Regions from separate parts of the Zea mays genome. Here region 2 is linked to region 1. The links are chromatin contacts, called in public Hi-C maps. All regions are on one chromosome and are shown on one strand. Each heading gives the region's core, a stretch centred on a gene start, on an enhancer-like site or on the middle of the called end of the contact. The rest is flanking DNA. Distances are from core to core; before and after follow the strand shown. Region 1 holds the start of LOC542537 (elongation initiation factor5A). Region 2 holds the start of LOC100276814.

The links. Hi-C and Micro-C count contacts between places; a contact is called where the count stands out from the background.
Region 2: a Hi-C map of endosperm shows a contact between it and region 1, with 1.9 times the contacts expected there. The contact joins the promoter of LOC100276814 here to the promoter of LOC542537 in region 1. A contact is called at or near these places in 2 of 25 Hi-C or Micro-C datasets (ear and endosperm).

Annotation. Positions count from the first base shown.
Region 1 is chr2:216,105,654-216,112,310 of Zm-B73-REFERENCE-NAM-5.0, forward strand. It overlaps LOC542537 (elongation initiation factor5A), which reads right to left and starts at 4,222. Exons shown (of 6, transcript NM_001112080.2): 1 at 4,163-4,222; 2 at 3,892-4,025; 3 at 2,731-2,853; 4 at 2,586-2,642; 5 at 2,428-2,502; 6 at 1,524-1,892. The coding sequence starts at 4,017. The coding sequence ends at 1,791.
Region 2 is chr2:216,325,364-216,332,020 of Zm-B73-REFERENCE-NAM-5.0, forward strand. LOC100276814 reads left to right here and starts at 2,539. Exons shown (of 7, transcript NM_001350172.1): 1 at 2,539-3,321. The coding sequence starts at 2,690.

The sequences.
Region 1 (6,657 bases), core at 2,972-5,471:
AAGGGAGTGCTTCCAGACAGAGCAACGACCAGTCAGTTTGAAATTTTCTGGATAACATTCAAACATTGCCAAAAAAAAATCACGATAAACAAAATGCGAGAGAGTGGCAGAGTGCTGGTTAGTTTTCAGAAGCCAGATATCGAATTTTAGAACACCAAAAGATGCATAAGCATAAGCATAGCCGTTCGGCTGCAAGAACAGCTGCTGCGCTGCAGCTTAGCAACTAATGCACGCTAGCTGATTGCTAGCAGCGGAACAGCTGCAACACAGCTGATGAAACGAGCAGAGAACACTAAGGGCTTGTTTGGGATCAAAGGTAATAAAGTAGATTAAGAGGCTAGAATCTTTCACTACTCAATCTTAAATAGCGAGAAATTCTAACTCCTTTAATTCTCTTCATTACCTTTTATCCTAAACAAGCCCTAAGGGACGTCCCCGCTACGGCTTCCGATTTTATAGAGCCTCCGAACCCTTCGTAATCTCAAATATACACAATATATATAATATAATGTAGAAAGACTTTTTACATTAGTTTAGTTCAGTATCTCCTAAACTAAGCTTCTTTCTGGCTCCATCCCTGACACTAAGCACGCAGCAGCAAATTCTGGAGGCAACAAGCTCAGAGGGGAAAAGGATCAAACAGAAGACCGCATGCAGGGCATACTTTTAAGTTGCCACATCCTAGTGGCCTATCGAGATACCATCGAAGACAAGAAATAACGTTAACCAAAAAAATTATTAAAGCTTATTCAGTTATAATCACATATGGATTGAATACGATTAGAAAAAAATGTGAAAGATTTAGACTTATTTAGGATTTAAAGACACTCAAGTACATCCAATCCACACGGATTTAGAGCAAAACGAAAAACCTTATCAAGACGTTAGGCTGATGGTTTAGGAAGATCGGAGCGGAGCACATCGAGCCTATGGTCGGTATGTGGTTATGATTGTAGAAAAAAAAAGAGATATATATAAGCCCGTTTAGCAGGGCTTCCACACACCGGCTTAAGCTACAACTTTACGTTAAAATACACAGCATCAACATCTCCAAATGACTAGTTAAATGGCTCATCAAGTCAAAATTTATCTACTCAACAGCAAAATAAATGTTGGACTGTAGATGCTACATATAGAATATAATCTTTATAAAAATGTAAATAGAGAGTTAAAAATTAAGAGTGGTTTAAAGTCGTACCAAACGTCCAACCACATTTTGACATAGGCCTTTTGGTAAAAAAACCTTTTCTATTACATCGGTAAAACCTAAAAAGAGTGGCTTAACCAGACATGTTTTATTTTGCAAAACAGCCTAGAAGTCTGTCTCGAAAAAAAGCTGCTTGCACGGAAAGCCCAAGCCAAAGAGTCCCGTAATACTGTAAGAAGCACAATCGAAAGTAGAAAGCCGAAAACCAGTTCTGGATCCCCAGGCGCAAAGAGAATACTCAGAAACTACAGTATACACCAACACTGGAAGCAGAACAATCGAGCAAAGAGAAAGGTAACCAAAGAAACTTCATGCATTGGATGCAATTCAACCATTCCAAACCAACTTATTGATAATTAATACTAGAAAGTAGAGAGACATGAAAGCATAGAAAATACAGGGTCCAGAATGTAACCACAGATAATGATAAGTCAGGTAGGTACGACACCCAGCAACCCCTTGCACGCTATAGCAAAAGCCAGCTCAAGCCAGGTGAATGTCTCGGTAGCAATCCTTTGGTGATACACTTCTTTTCCGATTTAAGTTGAGATAGAGTAGGGTTCCGTCTCCAAAGCCAAGGAAGTTACTTGGGGCCAACATCCTTCAGCGCGCAGATCTGCTCCTCCCCCATCGCAGACTGGACAGTCACAACAAGATCCTTCCCGCTTTCGAACCCTTCCTTAATCTGAATTAAGGAGCATACAAAATGCAGAAGCATTATAAAAATTAAAAAAACAGTAATTTGAGGTGTATCCGTTAACTCGGCCACAACAGATACAAGTTATGCAAACACTACTACTTTCAATCATCAGAATTGCATTGTCCTAGAAACTCAGTCACAGCACAGACAAGATGCAGAGTGCAGGACTTATATAAAATCATTTTTCAACAAGAATTCATGTCAGTTTAAAAGCAAGCACTTTTGGTGCACTTTCAGCATGTATTCTACGACATGGTTGTCATGTTGCATCATTTGCAAGCAAGTGGAATAGTAGATAGACTAAAAACGCAAGGGACTGTATAGCTCTACAGGGCCCTACTTTCCACAATACTTGTAATTGTAAGAACCAAATCCATTAATCCATTAACAAAATTTAAGGAAGAGAACATACTGAGAAAGCGCATATGACTAAGCTAACAAATAAAACCATCATCGAGAATACTCGGAAGCCAACAAGAAAACTAGCAGCGCTTAGGATGGAAAGCATTTCCATACAGACCTGGGCCACAAGAGTCTCATCAGTTGGGAGTCTAAGATCATCCTTAGTGTTGCCATCTGAAGTAAGAAGGCTCACCTGAAACAAATTAAATTAAATTATAAGACTGAATAACATTTCATCTAAAGAAGATTACAGTTTTACTGTTTAGAGAAACATACAAATCCATCCTCAGAAATATCAATCAGCTGATACTCAGTACGGTTCACATGCGGAATCTAAAAAATATTGAACTTGTCAGTAACATATGAAGTGAACTATCAAAATAACTTTAGCTAAACAGAGAACAGACAGAAATTAACTTACGTCACAGTTGTGTGATGAAGGAACAATATCTTCAAGCTTTTTCCCATTGAATATGTCTATGGCGACAAAGTGGCATTTGGCGTGGCCATGCTTACCAGTCTTGGAGGTAGAAACCTCCACAACCTGTATCATAAGTTTTTTTATCAACCATATTCAACAAACAAACACAATGAAACAGCAACGAGTGTGCAATAGGACTTAGGAGCAAGGAAATTTCAAATAGTTTCAGGCACATCCTCATGAACTGTTGCTGGTATATCACTCAAATCCATCAGAAGCTTACTATCAACTTAGGATGACACCCTAAAATAAAGTAGGGTATGATACCACAGAAGATTTTCAAGGTTTAGAGTTAAAAAAGAGAGAACCTGCTTGGTAATTGCAGAACAAGTGGGTAATTCTCTTTGACAAAGAATTCCCAAACCAAAAGAAACTTCATTTTGACAACAAATTGGTTTTATCAATAAATAGGAAATATAACTTTTCAATTCCAATCCTACACATTCCAAAAAAAATCAATAGCAATAGACAATGTGCTACATCCATCGTGGGGTCAAATCAAAACTATAGCCCCTAGAAAACATCCACATTACAATGGAAATTGGATAACCCTCTGTTCAAACTTCAAAAAAATCACTTCGGTGGTAGCCCACTATAGTTCAAGGGGTACAAACATCATGACCATCATCAAGGTTAAATAATGAGTACCCTTGAATGTTCAATGGCAAGCTCAGGGGTCTACAGAATAAACCAACATGCCAAATAGTTTCCACATTTGTAAAGAAAAAAAAATAAAGCTACAGATTCAGCTACTTGTATTCCTTGAGCGAAATCTACTCTGACCGAATGTCGTTTTTCTGATCTCTTGAAAGACAGATCTGATTTACCACACAAAAACTGTTATTCTGTAAAGCAAAGACCAATCGTAATAACTCCGGCTGGCAATAGCAAAGTCTCGCTTCAACCGGCACTCACACATCTCCTTCACGCTAGCAGGAAATTCCATCCCCATAGTGGGTCAACCATCAAAGGATAACAGTAACGGCACCTATTCCCCACCAGAGACGACTACATCTCCATGTCACCAGTTAACAGCACAACGACGCGGATCGATCCTAATCGATGGAATAAAGCCGATTCCAAATCTAAACACACATATACCTTGCAGGGACGGTTCTTGATGACGATGAAGCCGTTCTTACGGACGGTGCCAGCCTGCTGCGGGTAGGTCTTGGACGCCCCAGCGTCGGCCTTCGATTCGAAGTGGTGCTCCTCCGAGTCCGACATGGCGATCCCTGCCCAAAAAAAAACGAAACAACAAGATCCGGAAATCAGCCTCGATTCAGATTCCCCATATTTCAGGAAACAAGATAAATCACAAATCAAAAAACACAGCACAAGCAAATCTGAGCGGCGGCGGTCAGGATTTCACCTGTCTTGGATGGATCAGGCGGAGGCGGAGGAGCAGAGAGAGAAGAAATGTAGAGGCGCGGATGATAAGCGATAAGCTTCGCCTAGGGTTTCAGGCTTTCAGCATATTTATACTGCTAGCAGCATGTGCACCCACCGCTTCCACCAGAGAGAAGACCATGTGTCTCACTGACTGTGGGGTTCTATGTATAACGGGCCCGCATGTCGGTGGAACGACTTATAGTGCAGATGTTGAGCAAATCTGAGCCGTCAGTTCGGTCAGGTGATCGGACCGTGTACGGCTGCAGGGGCAGGGCATCTTCTCGCGTTTGAATCACGCCACGGACGGCTGAAAGCATGTTTCCGCCTCCTTTTGCTCGCCTTTTTTCCCCTCTTTGCTTTCTTTCCTTTTCATTCCCTCAAGACTTTCCACTTCCCTTTCAGCGTCTCCTGATCAACGATAAGAAAACAATGGTGCGGGAACGTTTACAAAGCTCTTATGATCCGATCGGGTTGAGAACTTGAGATTCGTTGTGAAAACGCACTGTCGTGGGATGTTCATCCTTCATCATGCTTGGTTTACCGTTGACCTGAACGCGCGCGCCGCCGCCGCCGGCTAGGTCTGAGCCGTGGTCATGGGCGAGGCCGTAGTTCGTGGTAGGTCGAGCTTGGTCTAAATATTTCTTTCAAACAGTTATATATTTTGCATTGAGTGATGATTATCATAAGGAACAATTGGATCTATACCATTAAAAGATCCAAACTTTAGATATATATCATGGACCCCACATGTCATTGACTCATGTGGACCCACATGTAAGTGAGATAGTAATGGTATGGATCCAAAGTGGTGATCTTTTAATGGTATGGATCCAAATTTCCCTCATCATAATGACCGTCTGTTTTCTTTCTATAACTAGTAGAAGGACGTCGGTTTATTGCCCTAATGTCTCCTCAGTTTCTGGTTCTAATGGCGTGACCGTTACTGTTCGTTACCCTTCTCCTCTCCCTGAAATCGTCGTCCGCATATGTACACTTGCACGAGTGTGTGGACGATCAGGTTTTTGAGTAACGTACTTGCAACTGCTCGCTTCATCCGCTCTGGTTCTTCGCCGTCGGCGCTGTTTGAGGGACTGCACTGCGTAGACCTGCCTGCATCGAGTTCGTACAATTATATCGAACATACACACGAGATGTCTTGTGTGAATTGGGCCGCTGATACTTTGAGCATCGGTCCCTTCACAGGGAACTTCCTGTTTTCCATACTTTTTGCGTGTCTTTTTTGTGTACTGCTTATACGAATAGTGGTATACATGTCGTCACATAAATTACAATGGTTTTCTGGACTAAATTAAAACTAGTAATGCCTCATTTTCTAACATATTTCACAGTAATAAAAGTTAGGTATCAGCTAATTCTTTGGTGATAGGGTATAAATGACGATGCTCTATATTTATCAGATTTGCACCGTAGCGTTCCAACTAAAGGCATGGTGGATTCGTTTACTGCGCGTTTGGTCCAACGATTTGACTCATCCGTCGTGGCCTGGCTCCGGATGGAGCGGTCCGACAGTTTGTTGTGGAGTGAGCTGAACCCGCATGTTAGTCTGTTATTAGAACAATACAGTGATGGACGACATCATTCAGCGATTCAAACCAACGCTGATGTAGGCTCGGACACAGGACTGAATGACTCCGGAAACAGCCCAACCTGCAAACCAAACACGCCATTAATATATCAGTTGTAGCTGGAATCCTCATGTACCATGCTGTGTTCTCGCCTGGTAATTGCACTTTCTTTTCATTCTAGTTATGATTGTACCTTATAGAAGACATCATAACTGAATGACTAATCTTGATAAGCTGGACTGACAGATTTAAGATGCCACTAGATGTGAAAGGCAGGCCTTGTGCAGTCTCACTAAGCTACCAGCACGTCGCAGATCCGAAGTCGTCTCTCCATATTTATTGAGGGAAGAATTCCCTCTATCTTCTAGTACTGACTCGTCTTTTAGAACTAGTTTAGGAACCACATTTTTAATGATATTTTTATTTTTCTAAGAGAAACTATTTCATTTTTTCGTTTAGAAAATAGAAATCTCTTAAAAAAAATAGGGTTCATAAACTAACCCTAAGTCTGAACATTCGATATAACAGGCTGAACATTCGATAGAACCGAACACTTCGGTTCGGTTTCTTCTGTGAAAGGAAGTTTGGTTTTGGACAAACTGCAAACCCATTGATGCGACGGTTCGATGTTCGATGCACACCGAAATCCAACGCTCCTCGCCATCTTAGGCTATTCACAATGGGGATTTCATGTCACTGTTTCCAAAAATGCCACATCAGATTTATGGATGAATGAAATACCCTCTCTCTATAGAGAGTTTCATCTCACTATTTCATATGTCAACATACTTCTTAAATGCTGCATATAAATAACCAATAGGATTTACTCAATTATATGAAGATGAAACAAAACACTCTCAATGGAGGTTTCACACAGTTTCCAAGATCT
Region 2 (6,657 bases), core at 1,289-3,788, 220 kb after region 1:
GAGCTACGCATCATTCTGATACGCTGGGACCACGCTTTTGAGTGATTCAGGATAGATTTGAGCGTTGTTTTGAGTTGTAAGTTTGTCACTGTGTTCTTGCACTCTTGTCTTTGCATCTCTTGTGTGCTGTGATTTGCTCTTGTGTATGCGTTCTTTCTCCCTCCCTTATCCTGGTTTTGATTGTGATCATTCTGTAAGGCTGTGAGAGACTCCAAATTGTGGAGATTCATCACAAATAGGATATCGATATATAATAAAGAACCGTGGTACTCAAGTTTGATCTTTGGATCACTTGAGAGGGGTTAAATGCAACCCTCGTCCATTGGGACGCCACAACGTGGAGTAGGCAAGCATATTATGCTTGACCGAACCACATGATAAATTTGTCGTGTTTCTTGTGTTATTTACTTTACTGCAATTTTTCTCTTCTAAAGTTATCTAATCTCAATTGCAATATTGCTCTAAGTCTAATTTATATCTTGATAGAGCAAGCAAGTAAAGAGAACATCTCTCTTTCTCTCCTCTCAAAATTGGTTTAATTTACTCTAACTCTAACTTTTAAACCAAGTTTGTGTTTTTTAAGTTATATTTCGCAGGATCACATATTCAACCCCTTTAGGTGGCCTCATAACTTCAAATCCCACTTTCGTTTTGTTTAAGAACTACCTAGGCTGGTCAATCATAGATTAGGGAGCTCGTTTTTGGTTGATCTTGTGTAAGGTGCATTTCTGAAGATTCTCAAAAAGCAAAGTTAGATAGAACATTTATTGAGTTTTCACTCTAATTTCTTCTGAAAAGTTCGAATATAAATGATCTTACTCTCTGTACCCAAGTTGGAGTTGGTATATAGAGCTTCAGTCCTTAATTAAGCTTTTGTTCCTACGACCAAATCTTGAAGAATTTGTGTGCCTATAAAATCCAACAGGAATCTAACCTGCTTCTAACACTCTAAAATGTTCAGTGACAGTTGAGGCACAACGACACTTCATTTTGGAAGTTTCCATTTGGATATTTAAATATATTCTTCCTTGATTGCAATCTATCATGTCTTGCTCTTCAAAGTACCTGAAGTCCTGGACATCAGTTTTCTTGTCATGCTTCAACTCTGGCTCACAATTTATGCAGTCACTAATGGTTCAGATAGTTATTTTGCATTGCCTTTAGACTCAGCCAAAAAGCCAATTTTTGATATGCCTTAGTATACTTAAGTGTGTACTGCAAGACTAGGTTCATTTTTAGCTCAAAGTACTCTAATTATTTATCCGAACTTTCTCAAGTTCACAATTCGAAAATTGTAGTTTTTTTCCTGTATTTTTTCTTTTTAAGTTAAACTTTCCAATTTGAGGATCACTCAGTCTTCCTTATCGATGCTTGTCTAGGCTCATGGGCCTTATGTCCAAAAACTTAGCTGGTCTCAAATTACCTGTTGCTTACATAAATTTTCCAAAACTCCCACCTGACCAACCATTTGCAGGTTTTAGGCATGATAATGCAATGGCTGTTGACAGATACACTTGCAATTCCACTTTTTATTGTATATCAAGCACCACCTAATAATGTCAAGCTTGTACATCCCATTTTTTCTGTTGTGGTTCAAGGCGGTAATAAAAATCATTCAGAAACCTGCTTCAAAAATAGTTAATCGCTGTTATTTTCAGAGATTCAAAATCTCATACTTAGCCATTTTTTGTCAGACTGCAGACAGTTCAGTCATCTGTTTTTGAACCCTTGAATTAGATTGTCTCTATTGTTATCATTAATAGACAACATGCCCATATGAAGTTAAACTTGTTTTTTGTCTGTTTATTTAATATTTTGAGTGATTAGTATATTAGAATTTAAGAATTTCTTAGTGGGTACGGATTAATCGAAATAAAATTATCCCGTGGTATGTGTAGATTTTATCTTCGGGAGCATATATGGGTAACCCGGTGGGTAGAATTTTTTTGATGGGTATAAGTATGAAATGGTATTGCCCGAGCTCGGAGAAAACGACGCCTGTCCGAGCTCAGAGAGCGAACGCAGGGACAAGGTTTGCGCGAGCGGGGGCATAGTGTAGCAATGTGAACGCCCACTGTTGGTTATTATAGAGTAGTAGAGATTACTATACTCCACCACTTTAAGTAATATTGTTTGTAAAATATATAGACCAACTAGAAATGTTAGATCTAAGAAGGATCACAATGATTTAGGTCCCGTTTGGATAGAGGGACTAATCTTTAGTTCCTAGTTTTTAGTCTCGTTTAGTCTTTATTTTGCCAAACAGTAGGACTAAAGTAGGGACTAATTGGATTTAGTCTCTAGTCCCTCATATGAGTGCTAAAAGGGACTAAAGAGCAACATTTACTCTAATTACCCTTGCTAGAAAATTAGTATCAAACAAAAAAAAGGGCATTTTAGTCTTTATGTGTTGTATTTAATATATTTAGAATCTGTTTAGTCCCTACAGCCAAACAGAGTATGGACTAAAATTTAATCTCTGAACTAAACTTTAGTCCTAGAACTAATGAAACCAAACAAGTCCTTAATATATGCAACATATAAACTAAACTGTCATGGACATCCGATATGTTGTCTTCCTGACCTCATCACGCCCGCTCATCTCAAAGATCTCAGCCGCCGTCGTCTCCGTCGCTCCGCCGCACCTCCCCCCATCACCGCCTCTCTAAAACCCTAATCCCTAGCCGCCATGGCGGCTGTTGCGGCGGCCACCTCGCACCTCCTACGCCACCACCGCAACCCCCACCTTCTCCTCCTCCGCGCAGCGATCTCATCCTCCCGTGCTTTGCCCCAGCAGCCGGAGCTGTCCCCCGACCCGACCGCCGGCACCCCCGACCTCGCCGGCGCGGCCCCACTCCCTCCAAACCCCAGCACGGGGAGCCCCTTCTACACCCAGAACTGGCGCAACCCAGCCGCCGCCAACCCGCCCTCCTCGCTTCTGCCCACCGTCGTCGCCGGCAGCCCCTTCGGGGCGCAGCACTTCATGGCCGCCTTCTACGATGCACCCGACGTCACGGGGCTCAAGGAGACGTTCGCCAAGTATATGGCGGAGCAGCGGTGGGAAGACATGAAGCATCTGTTCGACCACTGGGTGCGCTCCCTCGACGCCGCCACGGGGAAGCCCAACCACCCCGACGTCGACCTCTTCAATCACTACCTCCGCGCCAACCTCATGACCAGGGCCCTGCCGCACGAGATGCTCGATCTCGCTGACCACATGCTCGAGTTCGAGCTCCAACCCAACGCTGCATCGTACAACCTCGTGCTCAAGAGCATGGTCGCCAGCCAGGAGACCGAGGGCGCCGAGAAGCTCATTGAACGGTGAGTGCGCTATTCTTGTACGGGCGGCATTGTCGTTGCCAATGAGGCATTCTGATTTCTGTTCCGGCACCTAGTTTTGTTTACCGTACTTATAGGTGACGACCTATAATGGTATAACCTGTAAAACCCGGTGGCCACTGACGTTTGACATTCACGTGAGGATATGCAGCAAGCTCAAATGCGGTAATGAGAAGAGGACACGTTCTTCTATTACTCATTGTGTTATCAGAATTCGAATAGCGTTTCAGTCTTACAACGCAAGCTTAAGGAGTACACCTTCTCGGCCCCCTACTGTCATAGACTCAGTAAATAAAAGGTAACGGTGCTTCTCTAGTTAGAAGACACCTGCTGGCTCATGTGCCTTCTCACTCTGTTGTGGTAGTTGGCTTGGCAGCTCCCCTCTCCGAAGATCCTGCGTGTCCCCAAGCAGGGGCGTTTGAGAAGCCCTCACACAACACATTGTAATCCTCCCAGGTAGCGGATGCCTCCGGAAGACGGGCTCATTTGATCAGCACCTGTGATACAGCTGCATTGCCCTTATTCACCGGACGGCGATCGAGGACATGCTCAGGTATCGCGGAGGCAGCCTCGCTGTCGGTGGTGTCCGGAAGATCGGAGTAGACAGGGGTGTGATTTGCAACAGAAGACTTGATCTAGAAGACATGGAAAACAGGGTGAATCTTAATGTCAACTGGTAACTCCAAGCGATAAGCCATTGCCCACTCGTTTCAGGACTTTGAACAGGCCAAAGTACTTGTAAGAAAGCTTTGAGAAAGGCCTGTTAGCCAGTAGCCACTGAGGATCGAGTGTATGGTTGAAGTTTCATTAAGACCTGATCGCCTACTTGGAACTGCAGGTCTGAACGTTTCCTGTCAGACATTGTTTTCATCCTGTTCTGAGCATTAACAAGATGGTGTTTCAGAGGTTTGAGGTGTAACTCTCTGTTCTCCACTAATTCAGAAACATTGACTGGAGTGTCATTCGGAATGCTAAGTGTGACGCCAATGTTAGCTTCAACCCCATAGAGAGTTTTGAATGGAGAACAGCCCAAGGATTTTTGATAAGAAGAGTTATACCACAACTCTTCCAGTGAAAGCCAGGCTTTCCATGTTTTAGGAGCATCTTGAACTCCACGCAAATACATCTCAAGGCATTGGTTTACTCGCTCTGTTTGCCCATCTGATTGAGGGTGATAGGCTCAGCTCATGGCTAGATTGACTTTGTACAGCTTGGTGAGCTCCTCAGAATGAACTCACAAATATTGTTTCACTGATAATAGAATGATGAAGCCATGCAGTTTGACAATATTCTCCATAAAAAGTTGGGCTACAGAGGTGGCTATGTGTTTGACTGCCATAAAATGAGGAATGAGCAAATTTGGTCAGTCTGTCCACCACTACCCTAATGACATTGTACCCTTGAGATTTGGGTAGTCCTTCAATAAAGTTCATGGACAAATCCATCCAAACACCTTCTGGAATTGGTAGGGGCTAGAGAAGGCCTGCATGCAAAGTGTTAGAATGTTTAGCCTATTGACATATGGGGGGTGTTTGTTTTCAGCTTGAATCCAGCTTCTGGACGCTAGAAATTGTTGCGGATTGCCAAACGCTCAACTTTTTAGCCTGCTTTTGTGAGAATCGCTTTGGTGAAAATCGTCCAAAAATCAACGCGAACACAGAATAGCCCGAGTCCGCGATAGGAGGAATCCGACACTTCTTAGATCCTAAACCCTATGGACCCTAACCCTATTATCTTCCTCTGCACGTAATCTCCACGATACTCAGATTCTCCCTACAACCAGATTCTCAGAAAAGCTCGTCAGAAAAAGCTGAACCAAATATGCCCATACTCTTTTGTGTCTTGTTTCATTTCCTTCCAAGCAAAGTGATTCTTGAGAAGTTGATAAGTGGCCTTAGTTCCAGAGTGACCACCAATAGCACTGGAATGGAAGGTGATTGTTTCAGCTTAAAATTGGATTCTGTCTGTCAGAATCTGATTCTGTCAGCCAAACACCTTCTCAGTCCACTTCTGTGAAAATCGCTCAAATCAATGTGAATATAGAATACGTCGAGTTGTCGTGATGGGAGGAATCCATCGCTTTTTAGATCCTAAATCCTATGGACCCCCTATATCTTCCTTTACACGTAAGCCCCATGATATTCAGATTCTCATGACAGCTAGATTATCCACGAATCCAGATTCTTAAAAAATCTCTTCAGAAAAAAGTTGTATCAAACAGGCCCTTGGTGTGCGGTGCAGAATTCTGGCCAATCCAAAGTTATGATTTGTATCTGATGAGTCCATTGTCCTTATTGTAGCCTGTGGTATTTGGACTTGTAATGTCTAGCTGACTCAACAACTGTTGGGCTCTAGGGTCAGTAACATAGGAGTTGAGGGCTTCTTGAATCCAATCAGGCTTTACCATGGACACAGCTTCGAGAGTGTTGAGGTGAGCTATTCTGGACAATTCACAACAACATTTTCTTCGCCTTTCCTGTACACAATTTTGAACTGTAAGCCCATGAGTCTAGTCATTGTGTTCCTATGCATCTCGGAGTGCAGATTTTGTTCTGAGATATGACAGCGACTTGTGATTAGTGAGAATGGTGAACTCCTGTGTTGCAGATAGTGTATCTACTTCTCTACTGCCATGATCAGTGCTAAGAACTCTTTTTTCGTAGATAGAGATTTGTGTTTTTCACCCATTGCTTTACTCAGAAATGCAACTGGTTGACCCGCTTGCATCAAAACTGCTCCAATCCCTTCTCCACAGGCATCATTTTCCACTGTAAAAGGAGCATGGAAGTTGGGCAAGGCCAGCACCGTGGTCTGTGTCATAGCTAGCTTGAGATTGTCAAAAGCCCCTTGAGCCCGAGTTGTCCATTGAAAAGCTTTGTACTGAAGGATGTTAGCGAGTGGCTTGGCTATTATTCCGTATCCCCTGACAAACTTCTTATAGTAGTATCCTGTGAGTCCCAAAAGGCTCTCAACTCAGTGAATGTAACTGGTAAGGGGAAGTGTTGAACAGTGCGTCATCTTCACCTGAGGCGTCTCTCTACTTGGAAGATGCCTGCTGACTCATCCTCCTTCTCACTCTGTTATGGTAGCGGGCTTGACATAACCATACAAGTATCTGTTGGCGCTTGGGAACCTGTGGGTTACAATATTGAGTTATCTTTTGTGATACTTGTTTGTGGTTTTTTTTATCGAATACGCTAGAGAGTTGCGTATCATTTATATTAAGAAGAAACTATGAGTTTAGAAACCCTACATCATCCACTGATTACAACGCGCTAAAACACAGAAGACTAAGACTAAAAAAGGACTAGTGGGTCA